Linked DNA regions of Sus scrofa: region 1 is linked to region 2. The links are chromatin contacts, called in public Hi-C maps. All regions are on one chromosome and are shown on one strand. Each heading gives the region's core, a stretch centred on a gene start, on an enhancer-like site or on the middle of the called end of the contact. The rest is flanking DNA. Distances are from core to core; before and after follow the strand shown. Region 1 holds the start of YWHAG (14-3-3 protein gamma). Region 2 holds the start of POLR2J (DNA-directed RNA polymerase II subunit RPB11-a).

Region 1 (6,736 bases), core at 4,130-6,629, 180 kb before region 2:
TGAAAGCTGTTTTAAATGAGCTCTACCTTCCCAACAAACCTGCACTTTTCAGAGCCTTCCTCTTGTTACCTCTTAGCCTCCTCCACCTCTCACACCACAGCTGCTCTGTCACCCTTGGCTGTGGGGGAGGGGGAGGGGGGAGGAGGGATTCAGCTGCCCACTGCTGTCACTGTCAAGTTCCCAGCTCTGGCACCCCTGTTCTAGTAAGAGAATTATTAAGAGGGAAAAGCTGACACCACACCTGGGTCCAACTCACTGAGTCTGGCTTTACATCTCTCCAGAAATAAGATACCACTCCAAAGATGAAGAGGTTAAGACCAAGTTTATTTGGAAAGTATTTACCTGTTCACAACCCAACTATGCTGGGCACCACATTTAACAGCGTTCAATTCAGGTAAAGAAAACCCTACCTCCGTGAGACACTCTTACAAGTAGCATACTGACAAAAATTTGGCTTAGGCTTCACCAGTTCTTTTAAAAGAAAGGGGAAAAAAAGACTCAAGCAAAGTCTTAAGATTGACAAATTTTTATTGTTTCTGCAAAATCATGGAACCAAACCAATTTACCTCTTATCTTAAAATTAAAGCTTTCTTTTGGGACTTTTTGTTGATCACTTTTCAAGTAACTACTTTGTGTAATACTCAAATTCATAAATTAGTAAAAAAAACCAAAATTTCAAGGATTTCTACAAATGCCAATCTGAAGAAAGAAAACATGGTTTGCTACTAAACCAAAATGGTAAGTCATACCTAAAATGTAATTTGGGAAGACAACAACAACAAAAAATAATTGTGAGAGAAAAGGCCATAGGCAGCTCGTGCTGGCAGCCTTTATAATCTTAAAAGACAACACATAAAGGCCCCTACAATTACAGTCGACTATGTGGTCAAGCTCTAACAAACAGAGCTTAAAAAATTAGACAAGACAAGGGTTTATATGCGATCTCCCCCCGCCCCCCAACTGTTACATAAAATGATCATTGCTTCTTTTCTTCCACATCTCGTGGGATCTGGTAGAAATACAGAAATAATTAGATGCCCTGCCAGATACGAGCTATGGTTGGTGACAATGGGCTAAGAAGTTGTTTCTCGATGTCTCAGAAACACCAACACAGTGTGCTGAAACATCTTATTTACTCGACGCCCATCAGTTTAGAATCCGGTGCCCAAAGAGCTCCCCACCCTCAGCACTGCACAGTGTTCTTTAGGGAGCCGCTGCCACGCAGCAGGCAAGTATGTCTAACAAAGTCAGCCTTGGACTGGAAATGAGTGATACTAAGAACACCAGCAAAATTCCTGTAATCTCCAAATAGGTAACACTTTGCTGATTTCAGGTAAACTGTTATTCATTTGGGTAAGCATCACGTAGTTTTTAGAACCTTTAACTTTTTAATGGAAATACAAATCTAGCCAAGATAGGTCCCTATTTTCGATTTAGGCTGAAAAGGGTCAGATGTCAGTTAACAAAGACAAAGGGACATGATTACCATTGGCTGTGAACACTTCCTTGTTGACACATTCCTGAATCAGTAATCAGGTACTGAAATCCAGCCAGCTACAGCCAGATCATCACTTTAAAATATCGTTTTCCCATTTTTTCTAGGTAATGGCTGCCTATCATTGCGAATGTACTAAATGTTACTGAATCATACACTTGAAAATGTTTGTGTTATGAGACTTTTACCTCAATAAAAACAAAATTGTAGCCTCCATTCTTTTTTTAATAATTTAATTTGTTTCAATAACTAAGTCTTCCGCCAAGTGCTAGGGGATGAAATCCTCCCCAGGGTCTGCAATTTATCCAAAGAACTGTAATGAGGATGCACATTTAGCAACTTCTTTTATCTCAATATAACTCAAAAGATACATATGAGATATTTTAAATAAGAAAAAGCACTTAACAGTCATTGCAGTTACTGCAAAGGATAATGTAAAGGGCGAACTGTTATCTGTGTTCTTCCAATCCCAAAGATGAGAACTGAAACCACATGACTTAAGAGTAAAGGCTGGCAGAACTCCGCCTCTCAAGTCTACAGAGGGGTCATTACTCCATTAGTGATAATGGCTATTGATCTAGCCTCCTGGAAAAGCTAGGAGGAAACAGAATATTTAACACAGTAAAAAAAATGTTAAGGTGTATCTATTCCACTAGAAAGACTTTTTTATATTATTAAGATAGACTTCCGCCACCACTGCCCTCTCCCACACACACCTGAGTTAAGTTGCTTAACCCAGTAACTTGAACAAAATTAGTAGCTCAGAATCTTTTCTCCACCTCTCACCCCAAGCAAGTACCAAAGTCTACTCAGAATACCAACTCAAGAGGCTATTAAAATCCAAAGGACAAGTAAGTATTGTCTAATAGGAAACATCTCAGGATTCACTCTTTTTAGATACAAGCTTATGCATTTATCTTAAAAGACTAAACTTCCCCCTCTTCCTCCCTTTCAAAATACTGCATATTATTTCTACCCTGGTCACCCACATGTCACAGGTCCTAACTATTACTAGGGTAATTTCATTAAATTCAAATAAATTTCATCACTCTAGCACCTGGATTACTCCAACCTTAAGGGAAGGACTTTTTTTTTGTATCTTCCTCTATTTTCCAAATTCAGTGATAACCTTTACAAAGAGAGGAAGAAACAGTTACTTTTTTAAAGCATCTACAGTTTTTATTTAATCCTTGCAACTTTTTCAAGTAGGTATTGACCCATTTTACAGAGGAAGAAAGTGAAGGTCAAAGGTAAGCCTAACCCTCAGAATCACAGTAAACAGGTTCGAAAAATGTCTGCTTTATTTTATGAACTGTTCTTTCCTCCATGCTCTGTCGTCAAAGAGCAGAAGCATCAACACAGCAAAAGAAAACTTTTCCCAATCCCAAGCTCAAGTGTTCTGAAACGGATTCTCATTCCCTGACATTTACTGAAAATGACCGAGTAGGAAGTTGTAATTTTTTAAAGGTTTTTTTAAAACCTGCCACATTAATAATTTGCAATAAAGCCATGTATACAACCCACCCCTGCACTATGATCACAAAAAAATTGCTTAAAATTTTTAACTTTATTCCTTCATTGCCCAATTTTAATAGTGAGATGAATGTTTAAAAACACTACTGTATCCTTAAACTTTTGAGAAAACTAGAAATAGGAAGGAGAACAGGCATATCTAGAGGTCCCTGATTTGCAAGTCTAAGGATAAATGAAATACTTTATTTTGGGGACCAATTCTCATCTGATAGAACATAAAGTACTCAATTCCACCTGGCTCATCTGATAATTTCTGCATTACCTTGGACAAATGCCATCTGAATACTCCCTACCAGCCCTTAGGTGCATTGCAGCCTCTGTGTCATTGTGTGACATCACTGGGTTGCTATGGATATAGGTGCGAGGTCACTCGCTTTCCTGTGAAACTAGAAATATGGAAAAATTAGAAGAGTCTAAATAATTGAACTGAAGATACTGATATCTATTAAAGTATAACTTCTATCATTTGCACTTTAAAGACAGCAACTGTAGCAGTCTCTTAATAAAGCAGTGCTCCCAATTTCAGAGTCAATTCTCTTCCTTAAGGGAATAAAAACCCCTTATTAATGTAGATGACTTAAATATAAAGGCATCAGTATTGTCATCTTTTGTGAACCAGTAAAATTATTCAAGAATTAATGAATCTGTAATACCTACACTGCTTCATTAAAAAGATTTAACACGCAAGGTACACTCCTGCATCTGCTACACACAGGAGATGCACTTTAAAACCTTTGTTACATAAGGCAAGAAGTATTTAACTTATTTATTAAAATAGTGGGAGACCTAAATCACTAGATAATTTTCTAGGTTTCATTTAATAATGGTCAATACTCCCCCCCACCATCAAACTGGTTGTCTGCCCATTAGACAAATGTAGTGTTACAAAATGGTGCAATACAGGCAGGAATCTGCATCCCAGACAAAATGCGACAACTGGAGATCAGTATTCTCTTTTCATCACCAATAAGGATGTGATAGCTTTTTTTAAGCCTCAGATATATCTAACAAAACAAATTAAAAAAAAAAAAAAAGATATTTTTTCCCCTTTAAAATAACTCCTCCCAGCCTCCACCCAGTCTAGGCTCTCTGCAATATGACAAATGCAGAATCTTCTGGAATGACTTGATACTGCCTCCCACCACCGCTTTGTTTGCAGTATCAGATCAGAGAGAATATTTTTTCAACTTATAGGAATTTCAACAGATGTGTGCCTGTGTTTAAAAGAGAAACGGCATATTATCACAAATTGAACCAGTCAGCTAAATTCACAACCTTTATTTTTAAGACAATACCTACCCTTTTCAATACAAAAAACACTAGGAAAAATTAGAGATAACATATTAAGAACAATCAATGAAAAAGCTAGCCAAACAAACGTTCCCCTCTTCCTAAAATCAAGAGGGCTTGCTTTGAGGTAAAGAAAGAGGAGCCTTTTGTTAAGAAAAACGTGAGCAAGGAGGTTTCGATTTTGTACTACTGCGCCCAGGTTTTCAGGACAGCCTACGTTTTTACCGGGGAGACTCTAAAGGACCTGTCTCGAGAGACAGTGGGAAGATTTGGGGAGAGGGGGAGCATCAGAAAACCGGGAGACCTGCTGAGTGAATGGAAAAGGCGCCGCCCAGACACCAGGGAGAAAAGAGGAACCGCATCCATGCGGTCCCCCGCCCCCACACGCCCAGGCTGGGAGGAGGGGAAGTGGGGCACAAAGGATGCGCGTGGCCCCGGCTCAGGTCCCCGGCAAAGCCAAAGGCGCGGCGGCCGGAGAGCCGGCTGCCCAGACCAGCCCTGCAAGACCCCGCCCCAGCCCGAGCGCGAGGAGGGCTGAGGAGACAGCGCCGCCGGCCCCGGGGGACGCTCGGAGCGAGGCCGCGTCACACCCGGTCCTCAGCGCTCTCGGGACCCTCCCCAGCTCCCTCAGGGGCGAGAGACCTGCAGCTGCAACAGGCAACCAGTCCCCCGGAAGAGCCGACGAAGGCCCGCGTCTGCAAAGGGGCTGGGGCGAGGCGGGGGGAGGGGAGGAGAAACTCACGTTCTTCATGGCCGCGGCCATGTCGTCGTAGCGCTCCGCCTGCTCCGCCAGCCGGGCTTTCTGCACCAGTTGCTCGCGGTCCACCATCTTCACGGGCTGGGTCGGGCCGGGCAAGGAGACCGGGGCGGCCTGAGGGGCTCAGGGGACGGCTGCGACGCGGCTGGAGCCCGTGTGCCGGAGGGACCGACCCACGAAGCGAGCGGCTGAGGCGGCGACGGTGGCGGCGCAGAGGCTGCGGCTCGAGCTGCGACCGCGGGACCGGGCGCGAGGCGGCTGCGACTGCTGTGCGTGCCGCGGGCGGACAACCCCCTGCGGCCCCGCCCACGCCGCGTGACGCAACGGCCCCGCCCACCCGCCCGCGCACCCCCGCCCCGGCCCTTCCGTTCCTTGGGTTTCCCCTCCCCAACTCAGCTCGGCGCCGCTCTCTGGGCGTCCCCTCCTTCCCCGCTGCCCCCCAACGAGCCGGGTGCTTCCCTTCACCCCGGCTGCTGTGCCCTATCTTCTCCAGACGGCCCCCACCCTTCGTCCTGCAGACCGCGGCCCTCTCAGGCCTCCGGCGCCTGGGCCCCTGGGAGTTGTAGTTCATCCTCGGGTGCGGCGATACGTTGGGGAGATCAGGGACAAAGGGGCAGCCAAGACTACATCTCCCTGTTGTCGTAGCGCTCAGACAGAGGAGGATGGGACGGGGAGGGGGGGGTTCCTAATTCTGCGGCCGCTGGGGACCCCTGGCGGGGACGGAGGATGCATCAGTCCCAGTGAGTGCTGATTCACGGCCCCGCCCCACATGCTTGGGGAAATTACTGGAGGAGGGGGCCAGGGCCTCAGCCCTGGACCATGTTTCTGAGATAAAATAGCAGGACATGGAGGGGGGTGGGGGTCTGGAGAGGTGGGGTCCGTACACTATTGATTAAAACTGTGAGGGTGGTGACCGCCTGAGGGATGGTTGAATTAAGGAGCCAAACCTTGGGGGACTGTCACCCTCCCCCACAAGGTTCCAGCTCCCTCCGCATCCCCACCTTGAGATTCTTGGACCTGACAGGTGGAAATCTGGAAAGACAAATACCAGGAGGGCGTCCTGGTCAATTTGTAGAAAGGATACAGCAGTAGTTTGCGGGTCTACCCCTGGTGAGCCCCTTCCTTCCTCTCCAGGGTGGAGCATTAAAGATTCAATTCAGTTAGCCAATGGCTGCTCAACACTGGGTTGTGTGTAGGGGTTAACCAACTCTTTTCTGCCCGCCTAGAATATACACGCTGAGGTCAATCTGACTAATTCTTGCTCATGTGCTTCCCTTTTTGACATTCCATGTAGCTCACACAACCCACAGTTTTGACTGCACGTTTTATTTCGTTTATCCAGCACTTATCTTATTGCACACCTACAATGTTCCAGGCACTGTTCTAGGCAATAGGGTACGGCAGAGAACAAATCAAATAAAATCCCTGCCCAAGAAAATAGGCAAAGTAAAGATAAGTGTGTAGAGTACTTTAGAAAGTAATAAAGAATTTTTTTTTTTTTTGCACCCACAGCATATGGAAGTTTCTGGGTCAAGGATCAAACCCACGCCTGCAGTTGAAGCCTGCACCACAGCTGCAGCAATAGCAGATCCTTAATCTACTTCCCACAAGGAAATTTCCAGGGATTTTTTAAAACAGTGAATATGAAGTGTTGTGTATGA
Region 2 (6,771 bases), core at 1,644-4,143:
TAAGAAATCTGAGCAAGTTCCACCATACTCCTCTTGGGAAATTCCCGACGATGTATATTTTTTGAATATGTTAAAAAAACAGGACTCTTGGCGTTCTCATCATGGCACAGCCGAAACGAATCCGACTAGGAACCATGAGGTTTCGGGTTTGATCCCTGGCCTCGCTCAGTGGGTTAAGGATCCTGCGTTTCGTGGCTGCGGTGCAGGCAGGCAGCTGTAGCTCTGATTAGATCCTGTAGGCTGGGAACCTCCATATGCCACGGGTGCGGCCCTAAAAAGACAAAAACACCAAAAAAAAAAAAAATGATTCTTACACCAAAATACAATGAACATGTATCAAAGATTTATTACGCATCGAGGAGGAATTGAGCGTTTGGCAAACCTGGTTCGTGGACTATTTTGAGAACCTGAGCAATGTTAAAACAAGATTGTGATAATAGATACAAAACTGGTGGATGGAGTTTTCGTCTCTGTGGGATAGAAACCTACAAGTTAATAGATAACTTCAGTGTCTGGGCTCTTAATTGAAGAGTAAACATTAATGTCAAACACAGGTCCATTCCCCAAGATTAGAGATTTGGCAGACTTTTTCTGCAAAGCCCCAGGCTTACAGGTTTTGGTCACAATTACTCTTGCAGCACAAAAGCAGCCACAGACAATAAGGCGACAAATGGGCATGGCATAATCCAGCGAAACTTGATCTACAGAAACAGGTGGCAGACTTGATTTGGTCCCAGGGCCCTCACATTTTGATAATCCCTGCCCTAGATATTTAACTAACCCTTGGTCAGGCCTGTTCATTGGTGCTTCACTGTGGCATTGATGGGACAGGCCACGCAGTCTCCCTTCCCCTTATTTCCGAGGTTGGATAAAGTTTCCTAGCATCTGTGTTCTAGCAGCCCCTTCCACAGTGGTGCCAGGCCGGCCGAGCACCCTTCAACTTAGGAGAAGATGGGAATGGCCACTTGGCCTTGTCTTGGGGCGCTCCAGCATCGAGCCTCTGAACATTCTTTGGGAAGCTGACAACTTCTGGAGCTCAGGGTCTCATGTTGGTCAGGGTATCGAAGGGGAAGTGTGACCAGAACTCCCTAGAGCAGACAGACCACCACAGTGGCAGGGACTGGACCCCCTGCCAGGTTAAAAATCCTCTCCCCAGGAGTTACCGTCATGGCTCAACGGTAACAACCCCGACTAGCATCCATGAGAATGTGAGTTCGATCCCTGGCCTCGCTCAGTGGGTTAAGGATCCAGCGTGGCTGTGAGCTGTGATGTAGGTCAGAGACGAAGCTCGGATCTGTGGCGTAGGCTGGCGGCTACAGCTCCGATCAGATCCCTAGCCTGGGAACCTCCATATGCCGTAGGTGTGGCTTTAAAAAGACCGAAAAAACAACCCTCTCCCCATCCCATCCCTGGCCCAATGAAGTCCAGCCAGCCTCATCACCCTGGGTCCCTGCAATCCTGGCAGTGGCAGCATCATTGGTGTGGACTTTCCCAGGATGACTCAGAAGGATGCAGGTTATAACCTCAGGGTATCATTACTGTCATTGTCCTCTTTTCCTCCCCAGTTAAAGAGCCTCCACCCCCACCCACTTGGCCTGGAGAGTCTAGGTTGGTGTTGGCCTCCCCCAAAGGACATTTTCTCACTCCAGGGTTCAAGGCTCAAGTAGGAACTAGCCCTTCCCAGGAAGTGGTGGGGGAAGCTCCAGATTTCCTTGAGGGCCCCTTGGGTGTTGCCCAGCCCTAAAGAAACAACTGGGAAGCTGGTAGGGCTCCAGGAGCTAATCTGAACCACAGCCCCTGTTGCTTCAAAGCACTCAGGTAGGACTCTTAGGCGAAACTGTAGAAATACCAACCCACCAAAGCTAACTCATACACTTATCTTTTCAAGTTCTTCTCACACCTGTGTTGACTCAAAACAAAAACGACAACTTGAAATTTGCGAGTTAGCTTTCATCAGGGACCTTATTGAGGACCAGAGCCTGGGAGACAGCCTCTTTGCTAGCTCTGAGGAACTGTTCCAAAGAGATGAGAGAGAAGCCAGGATATTTAGGAGTTTTTGCTGAAAAACAAACATGTAGTCACGCATCGAAAGATTACTGCTAATCACGAAAGACAGACTTCTCAAGTTAATGATTTTAGTCTTTTTCTTTGGGGAGATGCAAGAATCCGAGCTCATTGAAATTGTTCCCTGATAGGCGTCTTAACTGTCTAAGGCCAGCACCCTGTTTTTCTCCGTCCCGAATGTCCCTCAGGGCTCATAGTCAGGGGCAGGGCAGTGGCTGGCAGGCAGCCTTCTTTGTTTACTGAAATGACAGGCAACATTTTTTCTTTGTCCTCACCTGTATATACCAACCTCTTCTCCAGCCACAACTGCCCCCACTAACAAGAAGCTCATTAGGCTACAAGCCCACTTGACAAGCCAGTGACCACTCAGCCAAGAGTCCTGTAGCGGTCTGCCTTGGCAAGGGGGTTATCTATACACAACAGTCTAGCCCAGAGGAGGCTTCTTGCACCTCCCCAGTGGCCACACCTGCCTACCCCACCAAGGCTCTACCACCCCAATGCTCCATTCTTCATTCGGAAGCCTCCTGCTGTGTACTCCAAGGGCACATTTCCAAAGAGGGATCAAGGGACAGCGGGAGTGGAAAGAACAGCTCAGGGTTCCGCTTGAAATGGACAAGGAGGTGTCAAAACCAATCACCCGCTAGTGATCTGAGCATGCGCCAAATTGCTCCCCCAGGTGAGCCCGGGAGGGGAGTCTCCGGATTCACGCGTGCGCAGAACAACCAGCTCATCTCGCCGGCTTTTCGCGTGCCTGAGCAAGATCCTCCAGACCGACAGGGGGCAATGAACTAGTTCCCACACGGGTTTGGCGCCGCTAGCGTAATCCGGAAGTAGCCGCTGACCCGGAAGTGGTCGGGCTCTAGGTTTCGGGAGGCGGTGGTGGTGGTGGCGGCGATAGCTGACTCTTTGGAGGTGGCCGCGGTGCTAGGATGAACGCCCCTCCTGCCTTCGAGTCGTTCTTACTCTTCGAGGGCGAGAAGAAGTAAGTGGAACCGGCCTGGGCGGGGAAGGTGGCGGGACCGTCAGCGCACGCAGGTTCTGGGGAGTCTCTGCCCGTCCTCTGTTGCGTGGGGACAGAAGCCACTTTTGCTCGAGCGTCTGCTCGGCCGAGAGCTTCACACCTGTGTCTGCCAAACTTAAGACAGTCCTAGGCGGTGGTGAGTCTCCCCGTTTTGCAGAGGAAACCAAGGCTCAGAGAGGTTAAGTAACAAAGTGGCCGGTCTGTATTCTGGGATCTGGTAGCCCCCTCACTGGTCTTCCCCTCCGCCGCCTTCATCCTTTTTGTTGCATCCAGAGGGATGGCTCTCAGACTCACACCGGATCTTCATTCGCTGGTGTAAAACCTCCAGGGACTGCTCATTGCTTGCAGAGGAAGCCAAGTGTAATCCAGTGCTCAGGCAGACTGGGCTTGGCTCCTGGATCCCCTATTTAAGGACTCTGTGGTTTTGGGCAGGTGATTTAATCTGCCCGAGGCCCACTTTCCCCATCTAGAAAAAGGGCTTATTACTGTATTAAATCATAGGTTATTCTCTAAGAGGAGATTAAACGAGATAGTTTATGTGAAGTATTTAGTCCTGGGCTCAGCACTGGCTCTTCTTTCTCATAATTACCTGTTTTGCAGGGCTCTGTGTTCTAGCCCCTGCCATCCCTGTCACTCTCCCTTGCGAGGCAGTAGCTCTCAGCTGGGGGCCATTTTGCCCCCCACCCCCCGCCCAAAGAACTTTGGCAGAGTCTGCAGATGTTTTTGATTGTCATATAGGGGATGCTCCTGGCATTTAGTGGGTAGAAGCCCGGGCTTCTGCCAGCATCCCGCAGTGTGTCATACGGCCCCCTGCAAACAAGAGTTGTCTGACCTAAAATGGCAGTGGTGCCAAGGTGGAGAAGGAGCAATCCAGAGTAGGCATGGGTCCCACAGAACCAGACGTGGCAGGGCTCGAGGTATAGCCACACTGCTGCTCTGAGAATGAGAGGTCTTCCTGATGAAGAGATGGGGAAAGGCTTCGAGGAGGAGGAGGAGGAGGTGGGGCTGAGCCTGCCTTGAAGGGCAGGGTTTAGAGTCCCGGAAGGAGGGAACCCCCAGCCCCCACCTGTCGCCTTTACCTCTTCCTAGGATCACCATCAACAAGGACACCAAGGTGCCCAATGCCTGTCTGTTCACCATCAACAAGGAAGACCACACGCTGGGAAATATCATTAAATCGTAAGCTCCAAGTCAAAGGCTTTTGGTGGTTGTGTTTAACGGGGCTCTTTGGAAGGACAGGCAAAAGTTCCAGATGATCTCAAGTCTTTCTAAGCTCCAGGAAGTCCTTCTGGGTGCTGGCTCTGGGAATTCACATCCTAGTATCTTTTCTTCAAAATGACACTGGCCCCTATCTGTTCACGTAGCTATGTGTCTGCGTTGGCTCAGTTATCTGGCTAAAGGAAGGGAATGTGCAGTGAGTTGCGAAGTAGGCCCGGTTGGGATGCTGTGCTCACGAGCGAGCGTGGGGAAGCAGTCAGGGTTGGCCACCCACCCTGCCACCGTTTGTGACATTGACCTTGATGATGCATGGTATTCTAAGATGGATGTGCCAGAGACTGTAGCTGCGTAGAATAAGGGAGGGCGTGGGAGAGGGGTTGTGGCCATCAGGTGCTCTATCCTGTGGGTACCTCATATTGGTTGGTGGGTGTTATTTGCACCGGTGAAGTCCTGGCCAGGTGGGTGGCCAGCAGTGTGATAGCCGCTCTGGCCCAGGGACTTGCTGTTTTGCTGCTGAGAAGGGCTACCAGTGAAGCGGTGTCTTTCCCAGGTTTGCAAGTTAGAGTCCGTGGGCAGGAGCCTACCCAGCCTCCTGGCATGAGCAGGGGCTGGCGAGGCCCACCTTCTGTCTGGAGGACTCTGGCCCAGAGCCAAGCCAGTGGTGCACCAAAGCTCTCCTGGGGCCCCGCTGGTCCCACAGTGTGAACCCAGTGTTCCCACCTGTGCCATCCTCACCCCCCAGTGCTCACAGTTGACAGGCCTGCTCTGGAGAAACCCCATGTGCTCACATGATGCAGGCTTCGCTCACAGCCTCAGGGAGGAGGACCTCAAGTGCCCGGAGGACTTCTCTTTCCACTTCAGTGACCGCTCAGAGCCTGGGCCCCTCCCGCTGCTGCTGCCTGTATTCACTGCACCGGAGGCCCTTTGGGGGCTCCATGTTCTGGCTTCCCGCACACTGGCTGGGTTTTTACTGCCTGGGGAGGTTTCTCTGGGCCACTGTGGGGTCCCTGATGTCCCCTGAGAGAGGAGGTTGCTGGGAGCCCTGTTCCTTAGGGAGGGCCATTGAGCATCGTGGAGGTAGGTGTGTTGGGAGAGGCGGCCCCATGTGGTCCATCTTCTTCAGTGTGTCTGTTTTACTTGAAGAGGGGACCCAAACAACTGAAGCTGAAGAGCAGCTGCCTTTGCTCCCAGGCCCCAACCCAACAGGAAGACGCCTTGGGTAGAGGGCCTGGGAAGCCGCAGAGGCCCGAGCCCCCGGGGCCCTGGCTCACCCTCCCTGCCCCCTGCCCGTCCCGTGTCCCAGGCAGCTGCTGAAGGACCCCCAGGTGCTCTTCGCTGGCTACAAAGTCCCGCACCCCTTGGAGCACAAGATCATCATCCGCGTGCAGACCACGCCGGACTACAGCCCACAGGAGGCCTTCACCAACGCCATCACGGACCTCATCAGCGAGCTCTCCCTGCTGGAAGAGCGCTTCCGGGTGAGCAGCTGGGCGCACAGCTGCGGCGGGGTCGAGGGGTCGGGGGGTCGGGGCCGGTTGTTGGCAGACCCCAGCCTGTGTGCCCAGAGCCACGGCGTCCTCCTGCCCACACTGGCACTGCCCCTGGGTTGTTTCCGCGGATGTATTTGGGGTGGGGGGTGGGAGGAGCAGAGGTGATGACAGAGCAGGGGCGTCCCCCACAGCGGGCAGCAAGTGTGGACTGAGGGGTTACGGAGCTGAGGCCTGGGCCCTGCCCTCCACCCATGGGTGGAGTGAACCTCACCTGGTGACCAGGGGCTCCTGTGCGCTTGCGGTCCTCGTCCCCTGCTGCCTGGGGTCTGTAAGGCCCGGCTGCTTCCAGGGCATGACTGTCTGTCTCAAGGGTCACTCCTCTTAATGGGGTCCCACCATCAAGAAGGCCAAGTGGGTGTGGTCACAACTGTTCACACAGGGGGCTTCAGAGTCTGGACTATCTAGCAGGGAGGGAGCCACGGCTTGTCAGAGTTCCCTCTTGAGGCACCGGCTCCCAGGCAGCACCTCTGCTCCACCGACTCCCTCCCGCCCCAGGGGGCAGGACCTGGGCCTCGAAGACATAAGGGGTGGCTGGGGCTGGCTGGAGGGTCCCGGGGGCTGCTGGCTGCCCAGCACCCTGCACGGTGGAGGGCCCTGGTGTGCTGCCTCGCAGCTGTGCTCTGGGGACCAGCAAGGCGGCAGCTTCCTGGCAGACCTTGGTCAGGGACCCTGGGACCTCCTCAGCCCAGCCGCCCCAGCCACAGGTGCCGCCTCCCTCCTCTGACACAGGTGGCCATCAAAGACAAGCAAGAAGGCATCGAGTGAGGGGCCAGAAGGAGTCCTGCTTAGCCAGCTGCCGCCCTGCCCCAGGCCCTGCAGGCAGCGCGTGGAGAGCGCACGTCCTCCAGCCATGGGCCTCCTGTAGATGCCAGTGACCCCTCGCCCCTGGTGCACCTGTGTCCTGTACATAGACGGTTT

Evidence for each region. Hi-C and Micro-C count contacts between places; a contact is called where the count stands out from the background.
Region 1: a contact with region 2 is called in a Hi-C map of liver, with 4 times the contacts expected there. The contact joins the promoter of YWHAG here to the promoter of POLR2J in region 2. A contact is called at or near these places in 1 of 47 Hi-C or Micro-C datasets (liver) and 1 of 2 datasets of contacts at active chromatin or transcription factors (alveolar macrophages).

The regions. Positions count from the first base shown.
Region 1 is chr3:9,993,445-10,000,180 of Sscrofa11.1, reverse strand. YWHAG (14-3-3 protein gamma) reads right to left here and starts at 5,379. Exons shown (of 3, transcript XM_005661962.3): 1 at 5,061-5,379. The coding sequence starts at 5,147.
Region 2 is chr3:9,812,779-9,819,549 of Sscrofa11.1, reverse strand. It overlaps POLR2J (DNA-directed RNA polymerase II subunit RPB11-a), which reads left to right and starts at 2,893. Exons shown (of 4, transcript XM_003124394.5): 1 at 2,893-3,046; 2 at 4,175-4,264; 3 at 5,607-5,781; 4 at 6,583-6,771. The coding sequence starts at 2,994. The coding sequence ends at 6,618. It overlaps RASA4B (ras GTPase-activating protein 4B), which reads left to right. Exons shown (of 22, transcript XM_013995507.2): 22 at 2,741-2,974. The coding sequence ends at 2,856.